Linked DNA regions of Macaca mulatta: region 2 is linked to region 1. The links are chromatin contacts, called in public Hi-C maps. All regions are on one chromosome and are shown on one strand. Each heading gives the region's core, a stretch centred on a gene start, on an enhancer-like site or on the middle of the called end of the contact. The rest is flanking DNA. Distances are from core to core; before and after follow the strand shown.

Region 1 (5,649 bases), core at 2,161-4,660:
CTCCCAAACTGATGGGATTACGGGTGTGAGCCACTGCACCCAGCCTAAGCCTAGGCTACATTTAACTGCTATACATAATACTATAGTTCCTCCTTATAAATACGTAAAATCCAAAATTACCTCAGGTCTACTTATTTTGAAGCTAAGTAAAAATGAAAGACTATTACACAATAAAGCAGATAATTTTATGAACAGGTGAGATTGAAAATATGCCAAAAGATATAAAAATGCGTATGAAAGGATAGTAAAAGATTCCTACCTTTAAACCGACTGTTATAAGATCTGTAACAACACTGTATGGAAAAAGTAAAAAGAGAAAATGGAAAACAAAGTTAGAGAACAAGTTTTTAAAAGACAGAGATAGTAAGAATAAGGGGGAAAAAGCATTATAATAATAAATAATAAAAATAAGAATGGGATGAGTTGTGAAATATTAACACAAAGAAAAATGATGAGACAGTCTAGCAACAGCAGAGTGTAAAAGCAAATCCTTACTACCAATGCAAGAAACAAATCCTAAGTTATCTTTTAGTATTTAGGAAAGTATAGTCGTACTTCAATAAAAATGAGTGTTTATCCATTTACCCTCATTTAACGAAGCCAAACCAAAACTTAAAATCACCGGAGTTTGTTCTTTTAAGTCACTGGCATGAATAATCGTGTCTGAGGTTTTAAATGAAACAAAACCAGTGCTTGGATTTTACAGAAATAGAAGGCATCTTGCAAATCTGCATTTACCACCCAAAATTGCTCACCAAAATATAGTTAAGACAGTCTCTCAGAACTAAAATAAATACAAACATCACATTTCAGACATCAAAATTTTCAAAGATTTGCTTTTTAAAAATATTCTATCACGTCAAAACTATGTTTAAGTATAAATTATCTCTCAGGAGGAAATGAACACATACACACACACAAGAGACAGTTGGGATTTGAGGAGGAACTAGAAAGATATGTTGACTGGTGGCTTGTGGTTTGTTTTTTAACTATCCAAAAAAGGAAGAAGGATCTTTTTCAGGCTGTTGGAAAATGTAGAAATTTAATTAGTCTCCTGAAGGCAAAAATGCACTGTATTCTTAAACCACATCCCTTAAGACCAGGGTGTGAAAATCCCCTTTAAAGTCCTGCCATACAAAAACTCTTCTTTTCTAAGCCCCAAGAAACTGTCTTCGATTGATGTTTCTTTCTTATCTCCTAGAAGAAAGCTACAAATACATTCTACATATTGTTAATAACCTATGTCATCATTACCTCATAAAAGTTAACAAATGACTCTAGATGATGTAAAAAGTGTTTTAAAAATACCACGTGGATTTTTTATTTTTCCTTGTAACTTCTGAAACTTGAAATTCATTTGTCTAAAATTTAAATGTGAAAAGTAACTGGACCCTTGCTGCATAAAAAATAAGATTGTTTAACACTACGATTATTGGTTCTGATGCAAAGGGCAACTTATGCTCCGACCTGAACTTCCAAATGAACTTACCTTCCAGTCAGTATCTGTATAACTGCCTTGCATATTGAAACCAATAAACCCAATACTACCTCTAAAACCACAAATAGGGTGAAGGGAGAGTTAACTTCTTAAACACTATCAAAAAGTAAGTTTGCACTTCACAGTTATCTTAGAGTTTAACAGCAAAGACGCAAAATTCAAGAGTCCTCTTTATTAAAACTATAAATTTTATGACACAAAAGAATAGCCTGCATCCATATTTAAGTCAAACCCTCCAGACAATTAACTACACATAATGAAATGCTAATTTCACAGCCTGCCTGAACCAAAATATTAGTACGACACAAATCTTTACGACCACAAAATGTTTCAACATATAAAATCTAACTGAATAAGGCAATGTGAAATAAGTTTTCAACAATATTCTCGAAGAAACTTCAAACAATAAAAACAGCTTCAATTCCCCCCAAAATATACACACCTACTGTGGACCCAAAAGTTATAATTTTAAGAAAATTTTTAAAGCTTCAATTAAATAAAAATAAAGAACATCCCAATCATGAATAAAATCTAAAATTCCACTTCGATATCTGGAGCAGTGTGCAATCTGTATTCAAATGAATCAATCCGAAATGTCATATACACTTAATATTGTGAAAGTAAAATAAATGAAATCTAATGAGGTCAAAACCTGTTGGAAGATTTCATCTTCTTCAAATAGCATAACAATTATCAACTATATGGCAACATGTGAACGACTTTTACTGTTCTAGCAAGTTGCATATATTCCACAACCTTACAGAAATCTTGTCATCGAAAGTAGGTAACAAGCCAAACAAAACCTCAAATACATAAAGGGAATAAACCGAGTTGGAGATTTTTTTTTTAATCTGTAGGTACAGACACTACAACCTTCAATTAATTCACCAAGATCCTAACATAGTTGTTACTTTAATTACCAAAATATGTCAAGTCCCACCCCATATCCCTGAGTCCCCAGAGCACCGTTCATATACATAGACTCTAAATCTTTTTATTTTGGTCACGGACCCCCATTAAATTTTTGAGCATTTGAAAGGCCCCCGAAAATCGCTCGTACATCATATTTTACATACGCGGGCAGAGAATTCATTAAGTTTCTTGGGGAGAGAGAATGGTGAGGGGGAAGCGTCCACGGTCACTAAGTCCAGATCCCTGATGTCGAGAAAACGTTAACGTATCTCACAGCACAAGTCGGGAGACCTCGGCCAAGTCCCGCGGCGGCCCGGGGACCCCGCGTGGGACCGCGGCTTGAGACCAGGTCGCCGCCCAGACGGGTACCGACGCCTGCACCCGCCGTCGGCCGCTCGCCCCACCTCGCCGGTAAACAGCAACTCCCCCGGCAGGAGGACGCCCGCCCCGCGCGCCGCCTCCGCCTCCCCCAGCGCCGCGCACCATTTTCTGAGAGGAAGTGTCGGGAGGCCGAGCTGGGCTCCCCGGACTCGGGGCGCGGAAGGCGGACCTCGGCACCGCGGCCGGACCGGGCTTTCTTCCGCTCCCGGGTGTGTCGAGTAAGGCTGGGAAGGAGCGGACGTGTCCCGGGCACCGCGTGGGGAAAAGAGAGGCTGCGGCGGACCGCGCCTCGGCGATTCCGGGATCCCCACAGAGACGCCCGGAAGCCCCACCGTCGGGCTTGGCCGGGGCCGCTCCTCCGGCCGCCGGCGCCGCGCACGGCTTCCCAGCCCTTGCGCGTCCCGCCGAGAGCCGGGTGGAAGCGGCGCCAGAGCAACCCGGTGCGGCCGCCACGCCGCCTAGCACTTACCCATCCATGGCCCAGACGGAGGCGCGCACAGAGCAGGGACTGACGGGCTAACCGCAAGCGGAGGAAGCAGGCGGCGGCAGCAGGGCGGTTCCGGGGACAAGCGAGCGTCGCCTCTGCGGAGCCCCGGCCGGTCCGAGGTGGAAGGAGAGTGGGAAACAGGGGCGGGGACCGGGCACGCTCCCGCCACCGCCGCGCCCCCGCCTTCCCCACCCCGCGAGCGCGTCCCCGTCTGGCCCGCCCCCGCCCCCTCAGCGTCCCCGCCCTCCCTCGGGGCCCGCCCCTGCGCTCGCGCCCACCCTCGCCCGGCTCGCAGCCGGCCTCCGGCTCGGCTCTGGGGCGCCCTCTTCCAGCGGTCGCTGTAAGACCCCGCCTCTCGGCCCCTCATCCCGGCGCGCGCGCGCGCCCCCAGCCTCCCTCCTGCGTTCGCGGGAGCGCGCGCCTTGTGCTTCCCGCTCCGCCGCGCGCCCCACCCGCCCTCTCGCGGCCCCGCGGGCCTTCCGGCTTCGCAGACCCGGGCTGCCGGGTTTGAATGCCTCCCTCTGCCGGCGGGAAAAGCCTTGGGGACCCGACTCCCAAGAGTAGGCAGGAATGTCCCGCGAGGACCCCAGAAACGAGGTAGAATTGCCCCGCGTGCGCAAGGCTGTAGATGGCACGTCCAGGGGCCAGCCTCTGGCCGCTTCGCGCTGGAGTCGACCGCTGGTACCGGCAGCAGCCCCATAGGTGTGGCTGGGGCGATGAATGAGGTGAAAGAGGCCGCCCGGACTGGAATTTGTATACACTCTAAGTATCTGAGTGCATTTCGACCTGACCGTCTAGTATTGAATGTACATGAAAAATTCATTGTAGAAACATGGAATGGCTATATTTCTAGCATTTTAAAAAAGTTTACTCATTATTCGCTTTTTTCAGATGAAAATATGGATATAAAGAGAGTGATTTGCTCACAGTTTCACAACCAGGAAACGTTTGCATCAGAGAGCCCTCTCCTCTGGTCTGAGCAAAAAGTATATATATAATACAACGAGTGACAACACGCTTGCTTTTTTCCCTTTTTAGTGTGAAATAGAATACTTTTTCAACTCAAAGATCACCAAAACGTAACCCACTAAACTGTTAAGCAAAAGTCTTAACCTCCTGAGTAAAAAAGAGCGGGGCTCCTCCCCGTGGCTTCGTCATTTGAAAAGCAACTAACAAGAACTTCAAACATCTATCCTTGCTAATTTCCTGCTTTCAGATCAGTAGGTGCTACTAAAAAGATCTAAACTGTGGACTCATTCATCATTCAGTCAGTATTAACCTACTATGTGCCGGGCACTGCATGGATACAAAAGAAAATCAGGTTCCAGCCGTCACTGTTGAATGGATTCCTCAGTCAGTTTATGTATGTTTTTGGCATAAAACTTTTCACATAGGTAGAGTGATTCGGTGAGGTCATTCTTAAAGTACTGTATCTAACCTCAGTCCCTCTTCCAAAATGTCAAATATATTTTGTTTTGTATATTAAATCTAAATATTAAGTTGCATTTGTAAACATTGCCAGATGGAAATGTAGAATCAACAAGATAAGTAGCTGATGCAGTCTTTCTATCGCTGTATTTGGGATATATTCTGTTGATGAAATTTCCTTAACTTTTTTTTTAGCTACACAAGTAATATCAGCATAAATGCTCATTTTGGAAAATTCAAATGATATAAAATATTGAAAAGTTATTAATTATATTTTTCTTCCCAAACCACCCCCGCCCATGTCTACCACTGTAAAAATTTTGCGTGCATCCTTCGAGACCTTTACCTTTTTTTTTTTTTTTTTTGAGACGGAGTCTTGCTCTGTCTCCCAGGCTGGAGTACAGTGGCACAGTCTGGGCTCACTGCAACCTCCACCTCCCGGGTCAAGTGATTCTCCTGCCTCAGCCTCCTGAGTAGCTGGGATTACAGGCGCCCGCCACCACGCCCGGCTAGTTTTTGTGTTTTTAGTAGAGACGGGATTTCACCATGTTGGTCAGGCTGGTCTCGAACTCCTGACCTCGTGATCCACCCACCTCGGCCTCCCAAAGTGCTGGAATTACAGGCGTGAGCCACCGCGCCGGGCAACCTTTACCATTTTTCTTTTTTTTCTTTTTCTTTTTCTTTTTTTTTTTTTCACCTAAAAATCCTGGATTATGGCCGGGCGTGGTGGCTCATGCCTGTAATCCCAGCACTTTGGGAGGCCAAGGCGGGCAGATCATTTAAGGTCAGGAGTTCAAAGCCAGCCTGGCTAACATGGTGAAACCCCCGTCTCTACTAAAAATAGGAAAATTAGTCCGGCTTGGTGGCGCACGCCTGTAATCCCAGCTACTCGGGCGACCGAGACACGGGAATCTCTTGAACCCAGTAAGTGGAGGTTGCAGTA
Region 2 (5,649 bases), core at 2,236-4,735, 440 kb before region 1:
ATTTCTTTTCAGAGTAGTTTTAAGTTCACAGCAAAACTGAGCAGAAAGTACAGAGGGTTCCCATATACCCCCTGCCATTCCCTCCACAAGCCTCCTACAGTATCAACATCCTGCACCAGAGCGCCGTATTCACAGGTATACACTATTATAGGATCATACAGAATAGTTTCACTCACAGCCCTAAAAATCCTCTGTCATCTATTTGTCCCTTTCCTCTGCTCCATGGCAACCACAGATCCTTATACTGTTTTCATACTCTTCCCTTTGCTAAAGCTGTTGTTTTAAAACGAAGTTTGGGTAAACATAGTTTAACTAGGGTCAAGTATAATATAACTGATCTTTAATCTACTGATTATACTCAATTTAGCAAATTTGTTAACTCTTAAGAATATCTACATTCACATTTCTTTGGCCTCATTTTTTTGTGTTATTGGTCATACTGTATAAAATCCTTTGTTGTAAGGTTTCAGAAAACATTTTTTTCAAAAAATGCAGAATATAAAACAATGCTTAAATTAAGCAATTGGTGTAGTTCCTTAAATCTAAGAGGGCATTTAATTATAAGATGCAGTATTATTTTATATATCACTAAGATGCACTATTATTTTATATTTGAGTAAAAAAAAAACCCACAAGCCATTGGCTGGGCGCGGTGACTCATGCCTGTAATCCCAGCACTTTGGAAGGCTGAGGCCAGTGGATCACCTGAGGTCAGGAGTTCGAGACCAGCCTGACCAATATGGTGAAACCCTGTCTCTACTAAAAACACAAAAATTAGTTGGGCGTCGTGGCATGCACCGTAGTCCCAGCTACCCGGGAAGGTGGGACAGGAGAATTGCTTGAACTCGGGGAGGCAGAGGTTGCCATGAGCCTAGATCATGCCACTGCACTCCAGCCTGGGCAACAGACCGAGACTCCATCTCAGAAAAAAAAAAGGGAAAAAGATAAAACACACGCTAATTAATTGTAATATGGCATTGACGATGAGATGCATTTCCATTTCAGAGAAATTAAAATTTATTAGTGTTTTTTTGAAGTGTGCTTTAGAATTAACTACAACAGTAAATTTTTGTTTGGAATGTTATTTCAGTATCAGGATTCTATTCTGGTTTTTTTGTTTGTTTGTTTGTGTGTTTTTTTACAGGGTCTCACTGTCACCCAGGCTGGAGTCAAGTGGCACGATCACAGCTCACTGCATCCGCCACTTCCTAGGAACAGGTGATCCTACCACCTCAGCCTTCCCAGTAGCTGGGACTACAGGTGCCATCACCATACCTGGCTAATTGTTTTGCTTTGGTTTTTGTTTTTGTTTTTGTTTTTGTTTTGTAGAGACAGAGTTTCGTCATGTTGCCCAGGCTGATCTCCCAAACTCCTGGCTTCAAGCAATCCTCCTGTCTGGGCCTCCCAAACTGGTGGGATTACAGGCATGAGCCACTGCGCCTGGCCCTCAATCCTGCTATTTTTATCAACCAGAAACTCTTAACAGCGGGAATTTGATTTCGAAGCATTGTTCTTTCCCACTGATTCTACACCAGTGGAACCAAGGATGTTAATCGAGGAATGGTTCGGACATTAACTCTTCTAGTTGTAGTTTGTCATTTATTTGCAGATTGAGGTAGATCATTCAGTCACTATTAACTATCATAAACAGCAATAATAAACAACTTTTCTTTCTGTCTTTTTTTTTTTTTTTTTTTTTTTTTTTTGAGACGGAATCCCGCTCTGTTACCCAGGCTGGTGTGCAGCGGCGCAATCTCGGCTGACTGCAACCTCCGCCCCCCAGCTTTAAGCAATTCTCTGCCTCAGCCTCCGGAGTAGCTGGGATTACAGGCGCCCGCCACCACACCCGGCTAATTTTTTGTAATTTTAGTAGAGACAGGCTTTCACCATCTTGGCCAGGCCGGTCTTGAACTCCTGACCTCGTGATCCACCTGCCTCGGCCCCAAAGTGTTGGTATTACAGGCGCGAGCCACCGCACCCGGCCACAGCTTCTTTTCAAAATTGAATTCAATTCTGAAATCTCTCAAGGGAGGTCGTGGATTATTTAAAAGGAAATTACTTGAAACAATAAACATAAAACAATGTAGAAATAGCATAAACTCATCTAGATTGAAGAAACAGAAACATGGAGTACTAGCATCTTCTTGGAATTACTTAAAATTAGGACAAATAGTTACCCTACTACCCAAGTGGCATTTCTTTCCATTTTAGAGCTGTGCTGTCCACATATACAATCAAAATTTTCTAGTAGTTAGCCACAGTTAAAGTCTTTAAAAAGAGAAATTAACTTAATAATTTATCTAATTTAATGTAATATGTCCAAAATATTATCTTTTCAACATGCAATCAATATAAAATTTACTAACGAGATGGTCTTCCACATCTGGTGTACTGTTTACACTGTATTCCACAGAGTGGCGAGCTGCCTTTCCAACAACCCTCACTTAGCCACATGTGGCTACCGTATTGGACAGCAGTCTTAGGGGATTTCAGAATCAACTGATTCTTTAATTCTGAGTTTGAGATTTTCTTTTTATAATACACACGGTCGCCAAGGCGCTTAGAGATCTGTGAGGCGCATGGAGATTATTTCACTCTCAGGTCCCTTTTGATCCAATATCTCACAGCACTAAAAGCAGTAAGAGGGAAGGCAATGGGCAACCCTTGCGCCCAGGAAGGTGGCCTGGAGGAGGGCCTGGTTCCTCCGAGCAGTGCCCGGCGGGGAGGCTGCAGACGCGGCGTTGGAAGTGGGATTTCGAGACAAGCTCCGGCAGCTGCCCGGAACCCGCGTCTTTTTCTGGGGCACCCGGGAACAGCAGGGCCGGACGGAGGGAGAGCAGCCTCCGGGCCATGCACAGGGTCCCGAGCCGCCACCGCCGCCAAGGGAGCTCGGCCCAGGGCTACAACGCTTCCCGCCTAGGCGGGCGGCAGCCGGAGCCAGGAGCCGGAGGAAGCCCGGCCGGCGTCCAGCGGACAGCAGGACACTATCTCCCCGGCGCGCTCTCGCCGGCGCCGCAGCGGGCGCGCGGGCGGCAGGGTGGGCGTGGAGCGGCGGGGGCACCGCCCCTGGGAGAGGCGGGCGCCGCGGTTCCGGGGGCGGGACGCGCCGAGGAGTGGGGCGCGAGCCGCCGGTTTTGATTAGTGCGCGGAGCTGCGGCGGCGGAGCCAGGCAGCGGAGCTGCTCGGCCGGGAGCCCAGCGGCGAGACGGAGAGGCGGCGGAGGTGCCGGAGCGCAGGGTCTGGCCGGCGGCAGCGAGGGTCGGGAGAGGCGAGCCGGGGCGTGGGGCCGCAGTTGCCCCGACCAGAGCCGGGAGACCGCAGCACCCGCAGCCACCCGCGAGCGCGCCGAAGGCAGCGCGCGGGCGAGAGCGCGCGGGCGGGGGCGCGCAGGCCCTGCCCGCCCCTTGCGTCCCCACCCCCCTCCGCCCCTTCCTCTCCCCACCTTCTTCTCGCCTCCCGCGCCCCCGCACCGGGCGCCCACCCTGTCCTCCTCCTGCGGGAGGGTTGTCCGTGTTGGCGGCCGCAGCGGGCCGGGCCGGGCCGGCGGGCCGGGGGATGGCGCTGCTGGACCTGGCCCTGGAGGGAATGGCCGTCTTCGGGTTCGTCCTCTTCTTGGTGCTGTGGCTGATGCATTTCATGGCCATCATCTACACGTGAGTGAGGGACCGCAGGAGGGGCTCGGGCGGGGGTCCGGGCCTCGGGGACAGGCGAGAATGGGAAATGTTTGTGCTTTGAAGGGGACTGGGCTCGGGCGGGGGTGGAGAAAGCTGATCCTCAGGCTGTTCCCCCCCCCGTTCCCTCGCCCCTCGGACCGGCAGTGGCGGTGGTCTTTGAGAGGGAAAAGTGTTGGGCGAGGGAGGGGTTTGCTGGGTTGCCGGTGACTGCCCAGCCAGGCGAAAGGAGACTGCTCTTACATGTCAGGCTGAATGAAGGTGGTGGATCGGTTTGGTTGTGCTGGGGATTCGTGTGATTTTTCATCTGGGCCGAGATGTATGGTGTATTGTTTTTTTCTTCCGACCTGGGCCACGTTTCTGTTAGGGTGGTGATTGTGTCCACTTTTCTGGGAGCTGCTCACAGCTCTCTGGACACCTCCCTGTGGATTTTCTTCTTCCTGGAAGAGCTCTGTGCGCTTAGATAGGTGTGAAGCACCTGTCCACCCTGAAAAATGTCCACCAAACCTGCGAGCTGGCATGATAGCTTTGAGTCCTGTAGCTTGTACATATCAGCGTGGTTTTCTTTCCTTTTTTCAATTCCTCGTCTTACTGTCTTATGTAGATTTGTACTCACCCCCCGCCCGCCACATCTTTTCATTTTTGTTTAACAAATACTTCTTGAGGCCTACTAGATACCATTCACTATTCTTGGCCAGGGGACACGGTGGTGAGCAGGACACAATTCCTGTCCTCATGGGGCTTACATTCTAGAAGGAAGAAGCAGATAAAATCTGAATAAGGTTATGAGATTGTGATGAAGCATGTAAGTGAAATAGAACTGGGTGATGGCATGAATAGAGACATGGGGTATGTGGCTAGTTTGGTATATCCACTGTTTAAGGTGAAGTCTGCCTCTGTAAAGAAATGAAAAAATTATATAGAGCACATTACTGATATCGATTCACTTGGATTTTTAGTCTGGGTGAGAAAAAGAACAATTGTATATAGTAATCGTTACCATGAACTAGAATAGAGTGTATGTTAGTGGAAGAGACTTTAAGAAATTAGTTACTTTTAGTTGTTTTTGTTTTTGTTTTTTCCTTTTTACTGCGGAAGAAGTGTGCCTTTGCTTTTGGAAACACTGTATTTTATTAGTACAGTGTGGCATTTCCTGGTACTAAGAAAGATGCTGCTGGTACAAGTTATACTGATATTTCTTTGAAAGTGAAAGAAAACATGCCACTTGGATATTGTTGACTTTAGTTTTTGGAGTTTGTGAGCTTAGTCACTGAGCACATTCTGGAATTCATTTAAAATATGTGAGTTCTTTTCCTTTAAAAAAAATTGTTACTTTTTACAGTCATAAAAATAAAAAATGCTTACCGTGTAAGGAATTTATGCAATAGATAGGGATGGAGAAAAATAAAACATGCACACACCAAAAGTACATTACCTTGTCAACCTTTTGTGACTGTCCTTCCAATTTGTGTGTGTGTGTGTGAGAGAGAGCAAAGGATGGAGGGGAAGGGGGAAGAGAGAAAAGGGCTATATTATGATTATTGTTCTGTAACCTGCTTTAAAGTTCATTTTTTAATAAATGTTTATTGAAAAGCCGTTTTGTGCAAGGCACTGTTCTAGTTGCTGGAAGAATGAAGAGCAAACATTCCAAGGCCCCTGTTCACATGGAACTATCCTGTAAAATGTCATGACCATTTTTTTCATGTCAATATCTGTATGATCTCTACATCATTTGTAATAGATGCATGATATTTTAGTTTACCAGGTACTGAAATTTATTATTATTGATGGATGTGTAGGTTGTTTCCAATTTATCTAGATTACAAACAACACTGTGATGAATTTGTATGCATACATCTTTGAGAAATGATCTCCTTAGTTATATTTCCGAAAGAGGAATTATTGGGCCAGAAGTGGTGCACATTTTAAACTTTGATACATATTGGCCCCATAGAAATGTTATATATATTCACAGTCC

What was found. A called contact is a pair of places that touch in the nucleus more often than the background predicts.
Region 2: a Hi-C map of fetal cortical plate shows a contact between it and region 1, with 2.3 times the contacts expected there. The contact joins the promoter of UGCG here to the promoter of PTBP3 in region 1. A contact is called at or near these places in 4 of 14 Hi-C or Micro-C datasets (blood, cortical neurons, fetal cortex germinal zone and 1 more).

Annotation. Positions count from the first base shown.
Region 1 is chr15:45,977,372-45,983,020 of T2T-MMU8v2.0, reverse strand. PTBP3 (polypyrimidine tract binding protein 3) reads right to left here and starts at 3,410. Exons shown (of 14, transcript XM_077968333.1): 1 at 3,261-3,410; 2 at 260-293.
Region 2 is chr15:46,417,784-46,423,432 of T2T-MMU8v2.0, reverse strand. It overlaps UGCG (UDP-glucose ceramide glucosyltransferase), which reads left to right and starts at 3,485. Exons shown (of 9, transcript NM_001257723.1): 1 at 3,485-3,653. The coding sequence starts at 3,556.